2 separate regions of the Pan troglodytes genome follow, and region 2 is linked to region 1. The links are chromatin contacts, called in public HiChIP or PLAC-seq maps. All regions are on one chromosome and are shown on one strand. Each heading gives the region's core, a stretch centred on a gene start, on an enhancer-like site or on the middle of the called end of the contact. The rest is flanking DNA. Distances are from core to core; before and after follow the strand shown.

What was found. HiChIP or PLAC-seq counts read pairs in DNA pulled down with a chosen protein or histone mark.
Region 2: an H3K4me3 HiChIP or PLAC-seq map of stem cell-derived excitatory neurons shows a contact between it and region 1, with 3 times the contacts expected there. The contact joins the promoter of NKD1 here to the promoter of BRD7 in region 1. A contact is called at or near these places in 1 of 7 Hi-C or Micro-C datasets (stem cell-derived neural progenitor cells) and 1 of 1 datasets of contacts at active chromatin or transcription factors (stem cell-derived excitatory neurons).

What each region holds. Positions count from the first base shown.
Region 1 is chr18:48,337,585-48,342,615 of NHGRI_mPanTro3-v2.0_pri, forward strand. BRD7 (bromodomain containing 7) reads right to left here and starts at 3,144. Exons shown (of 18, transcript XM_054668370.2): 1 at 2,889-3,144; 2 at 2,248-2,456. The coding sequence starts at 2,937.
Region 2 is chr18:48,517,754-48,522,784 of NHGRI_mPanTro3-v2.0_pri, forward strand. NKD1 (NKD inhibitor of WNT signaling pathway 1) reads left to right here and starts at 2,163. Exons shown (of 10, transcript XM_016929817.4): 1 at 2,163-2,375; 2 at 2,520-2,552; 3 at 3,223-3,356. The coding sequence starts at 2,351.

The DNA of each region.
Region 1 (5,031 bases), core at 1,894-4,393:
GGCAGGAGTTCCAGAAACCAAGAAAAGAAAAAATGGAGGGAAAGAAATGAACACAGGAATACTTCAAGCACACAGCTCTGAACTGAAGGCACAAGTATTCATTGTGAAATGTCAGAACACTGAAGATAAGGGGGAAGATCCTAAAAATTTCAAGTTAGCAAATACTGGTCATATGCAAAGGACTAAGAATCAGAATGGCAACAGACTTCTCAACAGCAAATTTAGAAGCCAGAAAACAACAAAGCAATGCCTTCAAAAGTCTGAAAGAAAATAATTTTCAATCTAAACAAGTCAAACCATCAACCTGTATGAGGGCAGAATACAGATTTTCAAACATGTTAGAACTTATAAAATCTACCCCGTGTATGCTTTCTTAGGACGTTCCTAGAGTTAAGAGTCCACCAGAACAAGGGAATGAACCAAGAAAGAGGAAGGCATGAGATCCAGGAAGCAGGTGAAGGAGAGTCCCAGGAGGCCTTGACAGCAACTAATTCAGCCTCCAGGAGACAGAGAGCTGTAAAATAAATGTCTCCAGAGGAAAATAAAAAAGGAAGTAAAGAACTCAAATGAGTTTCATAAATCTTAGAGTTTGGGAAGAATTATTAAGCAATAACCAAACAAATGAAAGCAATGATCTAACTAGTTAAGATCAGATCTATATTTGCATACTATACTTGCCTACAATCACTTTAATATTGATTTAACCAATAATTGTGATGTACCTATACCTTGAGCAAGGGAAACTGAATTCTCATCTTCCATAACATGATGTCGGTAGAAGATATGAACTGCTAAATCAGTAAATAGCAATATAAACCTTTATTTTGAAATAGAAATAAGTAGGCAAGGAAAAATACCTAAAAAGTGTCCAGAGTGGAGCAGCAGCCTGCTTTGTGTCAAAAAGCTGTGTAGTACTCTTGACTTTTAAAAATCATCTTCACGAATTACTTTACTACTATTAATTAAAAAAAAAAAACAACTGGTTACCTCTGAAGAGGGACTCTATGTGAAGGACTGGGGTGAGGAAAACTTTTTCCATTTTGTGTACTTTTGCACCACATGAACTACTTTTAAAAAATCAAATGCATATATGGGTTTTATAATTTAAGGAAGAAAACAAAACATTACTCCTACCTAGCCAAAGGTAATAAAAACTGGGACAAAAGGGAAGGAATAGACTTAAGAAATCCCCAAAATAAGATCTCTAAGACTTGGTGACTTAGCAATGTGTTCAATCACATGGAAGAGAAAGCTCCTCTTGTATATATAAACATAAGAAAAATTATATAACTAACCTATGAAAATTTACCTTCACAATAATTGATTTAATAAGTCGTTCAGTGGCAGGTTAAATTTGGAAAGTTAATAACAGTAATAACAATGTTGTTATTATTATTAGAGACAGAGTCTCGTATTATTGCCCAGGCTGGAGTGCAGTGGTGTGATCATACCTCACTGTACCTCAAACTCCTGGGCTCAAGGGATCCTCCCACCTCAGCCTCCTGAATAGCTGGGACACAGGTGCACACCACCAGGCTCTGGAAATTTTTGTAGTTTATTTTGCAGAGGCAGGGCCTTGCTATGTTGCCCAGGCTGGTCTCGAACTTCCAGTCTCAAGCAATCCTCCCACCTCGGCATTCCAAAGTGTTGGGATTACAAGTGTGGGCTACTGGGCCCAGCCATTAATTATTATTTTGCCCAGCTTTCAAACCAAGATGGTAGCTACTCATTCTTTTCTGTTAAATGCAAATGGTTAAGAATATCAATCTCCATTACAGGTTTCTGACCAAATTTTCTCAACACACTACAACACTGTTTTAAAAGATTTAAAGTTGCTCATTACAGATTTGGCATTATAATATTTATTTCAGAACAAACTTTAAACCCCAGTAGATCCCACTCACTTCTGAAATGACTATTTTTGACAATCCTCGAACACTGAGGCTTTCTTGAGCATGACTTTTTACCCTGCCTAGATGGAAAAACCACTCTTTGAAGCAGCTCCTCAAAATTTGGACTTAGCTGCTTCCTCACCTGATGTGCGAGTACAATTGCCTAAGAGTATAATTCAAAAACGACTTGCTGAAACTCATAGATGATTCATGTCTCTATTCTGTCCTGCTCCTCCTCAAACGAGCCAGATCTTAGAGGCGTTTGTTTTCCCCAGATACAAAGAAAATAAAATGAGGTTGGCAGCTGGAGGAGGCAGTGCCGTCCGCAAAGCCAAAGCAATGTAACCACTTGTACCTTAACTCTTCTCCGTTTTCTCCCCTTTTCTTCCCCTGGAATCTGCTTTTCTCCTTTCTTTCTCTTTTTCCGCTTTCTGTCCTTGTGTTTGTCATGATCGTTTTTGTCTTCGAAGAGGCTGGAGTCGTGCCCCGAGCTGCCCGTGGAGAGTTCAGTGACTTCGTTCCCTCCTACTTTGAGGACCAGCTTCAAGGGCTTCTCTACATACTCTTAAAAAAAGAAAAGAAAAGAAAAGAAAGGAAAGCGCGTCGATTAAAGTCGGGGCTCTCCAGGGAGTGCTAAGGATGCAGAGCGCGAAGGCGCAGCAAGCCCGAGGCGGCTTTGGGCGCTCCGCGAAGCACCTGTTGAATGACGGACCCCCGCCCGGGGGTGCGGCGGCGCCGCCCGCCCCGAACGCTCCCAGGCCTCCCGGGCCCGCCTCACGTCTCCCCACCAGAGACCCACCGGACCAGGGGGACCCGGGTTCGAATGCCGCCGCCGCACGGGGGGCAGCGCGGCCTCGGGCAGGACGCGCCCCCTTCGCGGGCCTGGGCCTGCCGTGGGAGGGAAGGGCCCTGGGCCGCCCCGGAGCCATTGGGAAAGAGCGGAAGCCCGGCAGAGCCGCTGAGGGCCCGCCGCCCGCACCCCGGCCCCCTCCTCACCCTCGTAGAGGTGTTTGTCCGACTTGTGCTTCTTGTGCTTCTTGCCCATGTCCGACCGGGCCCCGGTGCCCGCCCCCCGCGCCAGGCCCAGGCCGTGCGGCGCCGCTTCCGGTCCGGGCCAGGCGAGCGGAGGGCGGGAGCGGGGCCCGCGAGACCCCGCGCCGCGAGGCAGGGGGGCGGCGCGCGCCGGGCGGCGCGATGCCCCTCTCGAGAAGACGGAGCGCGAGACCCGGCCGGAGCCCGAGAGCGGCGGCGGGGGGGCGCGCGGCCGGCGCAGAGGCGGGAAAGAAGGCCCGCCGCGCGCACAGGGTGCCGGCGGCTGCGGGTGGCGGCCCCTGGCGACCGGAGGTGGTGCTGCAGCTCGCGGGCCGGGGGCGGGGCCGGGGGGCGGGGGCGGGGGCGGGGCCGGGGAGGGATCCACCGCTCAGACTCTTGTCTTTCTTCTTTCCTCCCTTTCCCCTCAATTTGTCTGTCTTGTCTCTGTCTCTGTGTGTCTCTCCCTCCGTCTCCCCTTCCCTCCCTTCTTTTTACTCCCTCCCTCTCTTTCTTTCTCTTTCCCTTCTTCCCTTCCTTCCTCCTTCCTTCCTTCCTTTCTTCCCTCCTTACTGCCTCCCTTCAAGCCTTCCTTCTCTCTTTTCTTCCTCCCTCATCACCCTTCCTTCTCCTCTTCCCGTCTCCTTCCCTCTTTTTTCTTTTCTTTTTTTACCCTTCCTCCTTCCCCCACTCTTCCTTTCTTTCCACTTTCCCTTGCTTCTGTTTCTTCCCTTTTACGATATTGACTGAACCCCATACTGGGTGCCAGACCCGGCAACCTCAGCACATTGGTGACTGAAGATTCTAATCTTAAAAAAAACTTATGTGCTGATAGGTGAAGGTTTCCAGATGTTTTGACTGTCTTTACTTCTAGCTGTATGGTGCTTTGTCTGTTTTCAGATAAACTCATAATTATAGTCTCCTCTTAAGAAAGGATCTGTTATCAGTCATTTATACTTTAGTAACAATTTAGGCCCATGAATCACCTCTCCCAGGAAGATTTGTAGCTTTACCTTGAACTTCAGTGGTGAAATTATAGGCTTATATTTTAGGACCCTATTGTTGGTAACTAATAGAAACCAATTTGAATTATTTCAAGTAAACAAAAAGGGATTTATTGGTTTACATGTCTAGAAAGGGCAAGAATAAAGCTTGCCAGAGAGAAGACAGGAACCAAGGATGTAATGCTGTTGACTGGCATGCCAGCTCTCTCTCTCTCTTGTCTCTCTGTATATCGGTCTCCATCTCCCCCCTTCTTTCCTATATGGCTGGAAACATGGCCACCATCTGCTTCTGAGGCCTCTTCTTTATAGTGTCCTGACCAACTGGGAAAAAGATCTCTTCCTGTCAGCTTCACCTGGAAAACAGTCCCAGGGAAGGATTCTGATTGGCTTGGCTTGTGTCACATGTTTTATGGGACAGGGGATGGGAGATTGATTCGGCCTGGATGCCAAATCTACCCCCTCACCCCCTTGGCCAAGAGAAGTGGAGTCTGTGATTGGCAGCTCCTGCCAGACTTCTATGGTTAGCCAGGGAAGATGAGGTTCTTCTAATGAAGAGAGTTGCTTTTTCATGAAAGCTAAAAGTGTGTGTCTATTATTTCCCTGTAACAAGCCTCTCTGGTGTCCGTGAGGCAGAGATCAGGGTGTGGGAAGAGGGGTTGTGTTGGGGAAGAGACCTTCTGCTGCTCTGAAATCAAGCCAGCAAGGCCCCCTAGGCCCCCTAAGCATAGGGCAAGGCTTGGTTTCAGCTTTTCATCCACTGTCTATAACTTATTTTGCTTTAAGAACCACTATGCCAACTCCCACTGTGGGTCTGGCCTCTATTGTGGCATTGCCTTGCTCCAGGCTCAACCTGTGGGTTTACCTGTCTGCTCCTCATTACCCTGGGTACCTCCTTGGTACTTACAGTGCCTAGCACAGTGACTACTACCGTCCAAATGCCCCTCAGAGGAAAAAGGTCTGGTGAACTCATCCATACTATCAAGTTAGTAATTTCCCTACCCTCTCAAGAGTGATTCTACATAGGTCACAAAGTGGTCACATCAATGGAAAGTGAATAAGAGTACGTAGCAGAAAACACCTCCCAGAAAAATGTTCCTGGAAGTGGA
Region 2 (5,031 bases), core at 913-3,412, 180 kb after region 1:
GACTCTCTTTCTAGTGGTGGAACATTAGTTTTGCACTGTGTTGGGACAACCTGATGTAGTGAAAACAAGCCTGGGCAATGAAATCAACAGATTGGAGTTCAGTTCCTAATTGGGTCATGGATGAACTTTGTGACCTTGGGCAAGTGAGTTCACCTCTCTGAGTTGAATAGGTTCCCTCCGTTCTAGAACAAGTATGAGTCTGCATCAGAGAGTGGTTGCGAGGGCTACACATGATGGAGGATGAGGACTGGCACATCAGAAGTACTGAATGAAGAATTGTAACATAAAAATGACAACAGTAATATATTTTTGTGGTTTCAGCACTCTTCAGATGAAACCACCTGGCCAACAGGACTTTAGTGTACCTGCTTATAACATTAGCCTTCGTTTCCACCAAAAAGGGTGTTAAAAAAGGAAGCTTGGAACATGAAAGTAAGACACTTGGATGAAGAGATTTATGACTCTGGGGGGCTGTGAATTCCTAATGTCCTTTTGAGACATGTAGATCTTCCAGAGCGATGCTGCCCAATGCAGTAGCCACTAGCCAAGTGCAAATGGTCACTTGCAATATGGCTAGTCTTTGAGATGTGTTTTAAGTGTAAAATACACACTGAATTTTAAAGACTTAGCGCAATACAAAGAATGTAAAATATCTCATTATATCTTGAAATTATACCATTTTGGATATACGGTGTTCCCTTGGTGTCTTTGGGGACTGGTTCCAGGATCCTAGAGGATACCCAAATCCCCAGATGTCAAGTCCGCTATATAAAATGTCCTGTAGTATTTGCATATAACCTACACACATCCTTCTGAATACTTTAAATCATCTCTAGATTCCTTGTAATTCCTAATACAATGTAAATGTTATGTAAATAGTTGTTATACTGTATTAAAAAGTTTTTTATTCTTTATTTTTGCTGTATTATTCTTTTTGCATATTTTCAGTCCACAGATGGTTGATGCCGCAGATGTGGAACCTGTGAATAAGGAGGGCTGACTGTATTGAGTTAAGCGAAATATATTATTAATATTTCATCTATTTCTTTTTACTTCTAAAAGATGTGGCGACAAGAAAATTTAAAATTACAAATGTGGCCCACATTATATTTCTATTGGGCAGTGCTGCTCTAGAGAGTCGGCAAAAAGGGCAGAATGGAGCCTCCATTATACAGATCACAAAACTGAGCACAGGTAATTCACTCCAAAGGTCGGGGCTGGTCTCACTCTGAGCTGCGGGTTTTCTTTTCCCACGCCCGAGCTGCCTGGTGCCAGGACGAGCGTAACACGGACCCACAGTGTCCCCAGAAGGGGGCAGGCGTTCTGAGAGCCACAAAGGTGGGGTGGAATCCCTTGATGTCGACCGCCACCATCCCCCTCCCCCCGCGCGACCTCCCCGCAGAGACCTCCCCAGACAAAACAAACAAACCCTTGGGTCTGGCGAACTGCAGCGGGGAGCGGAAACCAAGGAAGATCAAAGACTCAGCGGTTACCCCCTTCCAGGCCGCGCAGTTTGGCAGCGCGCCCCGACCCGGGCGGGCACCCACGGGCCCCCCGGACGAGGAGATCCCAGAGATGGGCTGATAACGGGGCGCTTTGGACATTTGTCGCTGCCTGGAGAGGGCTGGGCCCACACTGGCCCGGGGTGCGCTGGGGGCTCCTCCTGGACTCCCCAAATAAGAAACTAGAGGAGTGCGGTGGTGGGGGGCGGGTCACGGGGCGGGTAATGAACACTTTCTGCAGAAGGTAGGTCGTGGGAAGACTGGGAAAAGGTAGCGCTGCCGAAGCTTGCACCTGAGCAGCTAAGGTCTCCGCTCCCGACCTCAGTTTCCCCACCTGTAAATTGGAGCCGCCGAGTCCCGCCCTGCCCGTTTAGAGGGAACGTGGAGCGGAGGGAAGTGACAGTACAGTTAGCGATGGCCGGGCTGTTCTGTCCCAATACGCCTCCTGGACAAGCCGCCCCGCCGGGTCGCCAGCCCCGGTGCTCGGCCCCCGGCCCCAGACCGCGGCAGGGAGCGCGGACTGTGTCCCGTCCCTCCCGTCAGCGCCCCGCCCTCGTCCCCGCCCATGCCCCGCCTCCGGCCCCGCCCCCGCCGCAACCAGCCTTGCCTTTGATGCGCCGCACCGGCCAATGGGCGCGCGGGGAGGCGCGGGCCGCGGCGGCGGGCGGGGGGCTCGGCGCTCCCGGGCGTCAGTCGGGCCGCGGCGACGGCGGCAGGAGCGCGTCCCGGCGCCGCCTCGGGCTCCGTTCGGCTCGGGGGCTGCTCCGGGAGGAGGAGAGCCAGGGGAGGCGCCAGGCCCGCGGCCGGGCGCATGGCTTAGGGACGCTCCCGGCCGCCGCAGCCCCAGCATGGGGAAACTTCACTCCAAGCCGGGTCAGTGCCCCCGCCCGCGCGCTCGCCCCGGGCCCCGCCGCCGTCGCCGCCGCGGTCGCTAACTCTCTCCCTTCCTTTCTTTCCTTCTCCCGCCGCCGCCGCTGCCGCCGCCGCCGCCGCCGCCGCCTCGCGATGTGCCTGCAGCCGCCGTGTGCAAGCGCAGGGAGAGCCCGGAAGGTAGGGGCGCGCGGGGCGCAGACCTCGGGGATGGACGCGGGGGACACCGCGGCCGCGGCAGAACGGCCCAGCCCGCCAGGTCTTATGACCAGGGCCACCCCCAAGCCCCAGTTCCGGCCACCGGCCCCCCAAGCCCGCTCACTGAGCAGCCTTCGCGCCCCCTCCTCTGTCCCTCCTACCCGCTCCCCGCGGTCCTGCGCTCCCACCGCTGACCCTCAACCCCTCCCCCTCCCGCGTCCCTGCCCTCGGCTCTCACGGCACCCTCTCTTCAGACCCCCAAGCGCCTCCCCGCAAGACCCTGCCCCTCTTCCTGCCCCCCGGCGCCTTCTCCCGATATCCTGGCTCCTGCACCTACTGCGGCCCCTCTCCTGACCCCCAGCCCTCTCCTCCGCAGTCCTGGCTGCCAGCGCTCCCTGGTCTGATCCCTAAACCCGTCCTCCTGGGGTACTGCTCACCCCTCTTGCCCCCTTCTGGCTCCTCGCTCCTAGGGCTTCGCTGAACCCCCCTTTACTTACCCGCGTCCCTCTCTCGGCTCCTGCCCCAGCCCGCGAACCCCCTCCTGGCCCCCGTGCCGTGGCCCTTCGCCTCCCACCGCGCCTCCTTCCCTCCGCGGGGGTAACTTTTGGCACCTGGAGCCAGACTCAGGGGCTTCATGTCGTCCCCGTCCCAGGTGACAGCTTCGCCGTGAGCGCTGCCTGGGCTCGGAAGGGCATCGAGGAGTGGATCGGGAGACAGCGCTGCCCGGGCGGTGTCTCGGGACCTCGACAGCTGCGGTTGGCGGGCACCATAGGCCGAAGCACCCGGGTATGATTCCCCACCCCTGCCCCACCTCCTGGCCTCTTTTCAGCCTCAGAGATGGGTCCCCAAACCCATGCACCCCAACTTTGAGCACTTTCCTGCACGGCTTCTGGGTCTGAAAATCTCTTCTCAGCTGCCCCCTGCCCCACCAACGCGACCCTCTGCCCGCATGCCTTGGAGAACCTCGAAGTGCCCAGCTGGAGGCAGAGGGCTGCCTGGGGGAAAGGTCCTAGGTGGGGAGGTGGTGAAGGTCCAGTTGATGGGGAATCGTGTCTGTACCGGCGGGATTTGGGGGCCTGCTCTGACTTCTACCTTGTTTCTGCCACCAGCATTCAAAGGTGGAGGTGGAGTAGGGGCTAGAGAGAAGGGGGTATTAGGGGTGTCTGGGTGGAAGGCAGAGCTGTGCTGGCCCCAGTATCTGAATATGTTCTGATTGTCTGTGGCATTCATCAGTACCACCTGTACAGGAACCCCAGTAGAGCAGGCGGCCCTCTGGGTAGCAGATCTAGGGGGACTGAGACCTGGAAGACCCCTTACTTGGCATATGAGATAGAGGGGCTCATTCCACTGTAGCCTGGGCAGAGCTCTGAGCCTTCACCCCGTGTGTCTCCGAGGCTGGAGTTCCTGGAGGAGCACTAAGTGTGATGGGAATGAGTGAGTCCAGCTCCAGCTCCTGGCCTGGGACTTGGCGTTCACAGATGTCCTGTGAGCTCCGGAACTCTGCACGGGGCTTTCAGGCAGTCTGCGTGGAACTCGCGCAAGCCTAGGATCAAAGGATGAATCAACTTTTTGATGTGACATTTAATTTTTTTTTTTTTTTTTTTTTTAACTTAGAGGGGGAATAGACTGAGTCTCAGGTCTGGTTAGTTCTTTGGTCTTATCCATGGGCTGGGGAGAGGCCAGTGGAGACTTCAGATGTGTTTGTATTTGGGTGGTGGTACCTGGCAGCTCGCTTGCAGTGCTGGTGTCAGGAGGTGGACCTGTGGATAAAGTCAGTTCCTGTGTGTGGATGAAATAACCTCTGGGCCTAGGAGAAGCTCCCCTGTCCTCCTCCACCGCCACTGCTTAGCTGGGGGCTTCTCTGTCTTCTGTTGGCCGGGTCAGACTTGGAGCTGCTGTCCCCTAGTAAAGGTCAAATCTTGGTGGGTGGGGGGCACTGCAGTTGGGGCCCTTTAAAAACAGAACTACAAACCTCCCCTTCTTCCCCTGCCCTTTCTAGTTTTTGATCTACTTATTTATTTAAAGGCCAACGAAAATGGTCTAATTTAGCCGTATGAACAAATGCATTTACAGCTCCAGACAGAGGCCAACTGAGTGGATTTCCATTAATCAAGTTTTGGGTTTTTTCAGCCGGTTTATTTTTACAAAGTATTCCTGCAGAATGACATTTATTTGCAGTCCCTCCTTTTTCTTTTTCTTTTTTTTCTAAACTGCCAGGCAGCTTGCTCCATGCTAGAGGGAAAACTTGAAATACAGCGAGGGCTTACTTCAATTGACTTTTATCTTCAAAGCCATAACAAATGTTACCCGCATGTTTTTGGTGGGTCTCCTTGGCATCCAGTCTGGGAGGATGGGAGGGAGGAGGAAAGAGGGAGAGGAAAACAAAAGTCTGTCGTTTTTAATTAAATAGTAGTGTTCCCAGCGAGAGGAATGCAGGCCAGTAAAAGTTGCCATTGGGGGA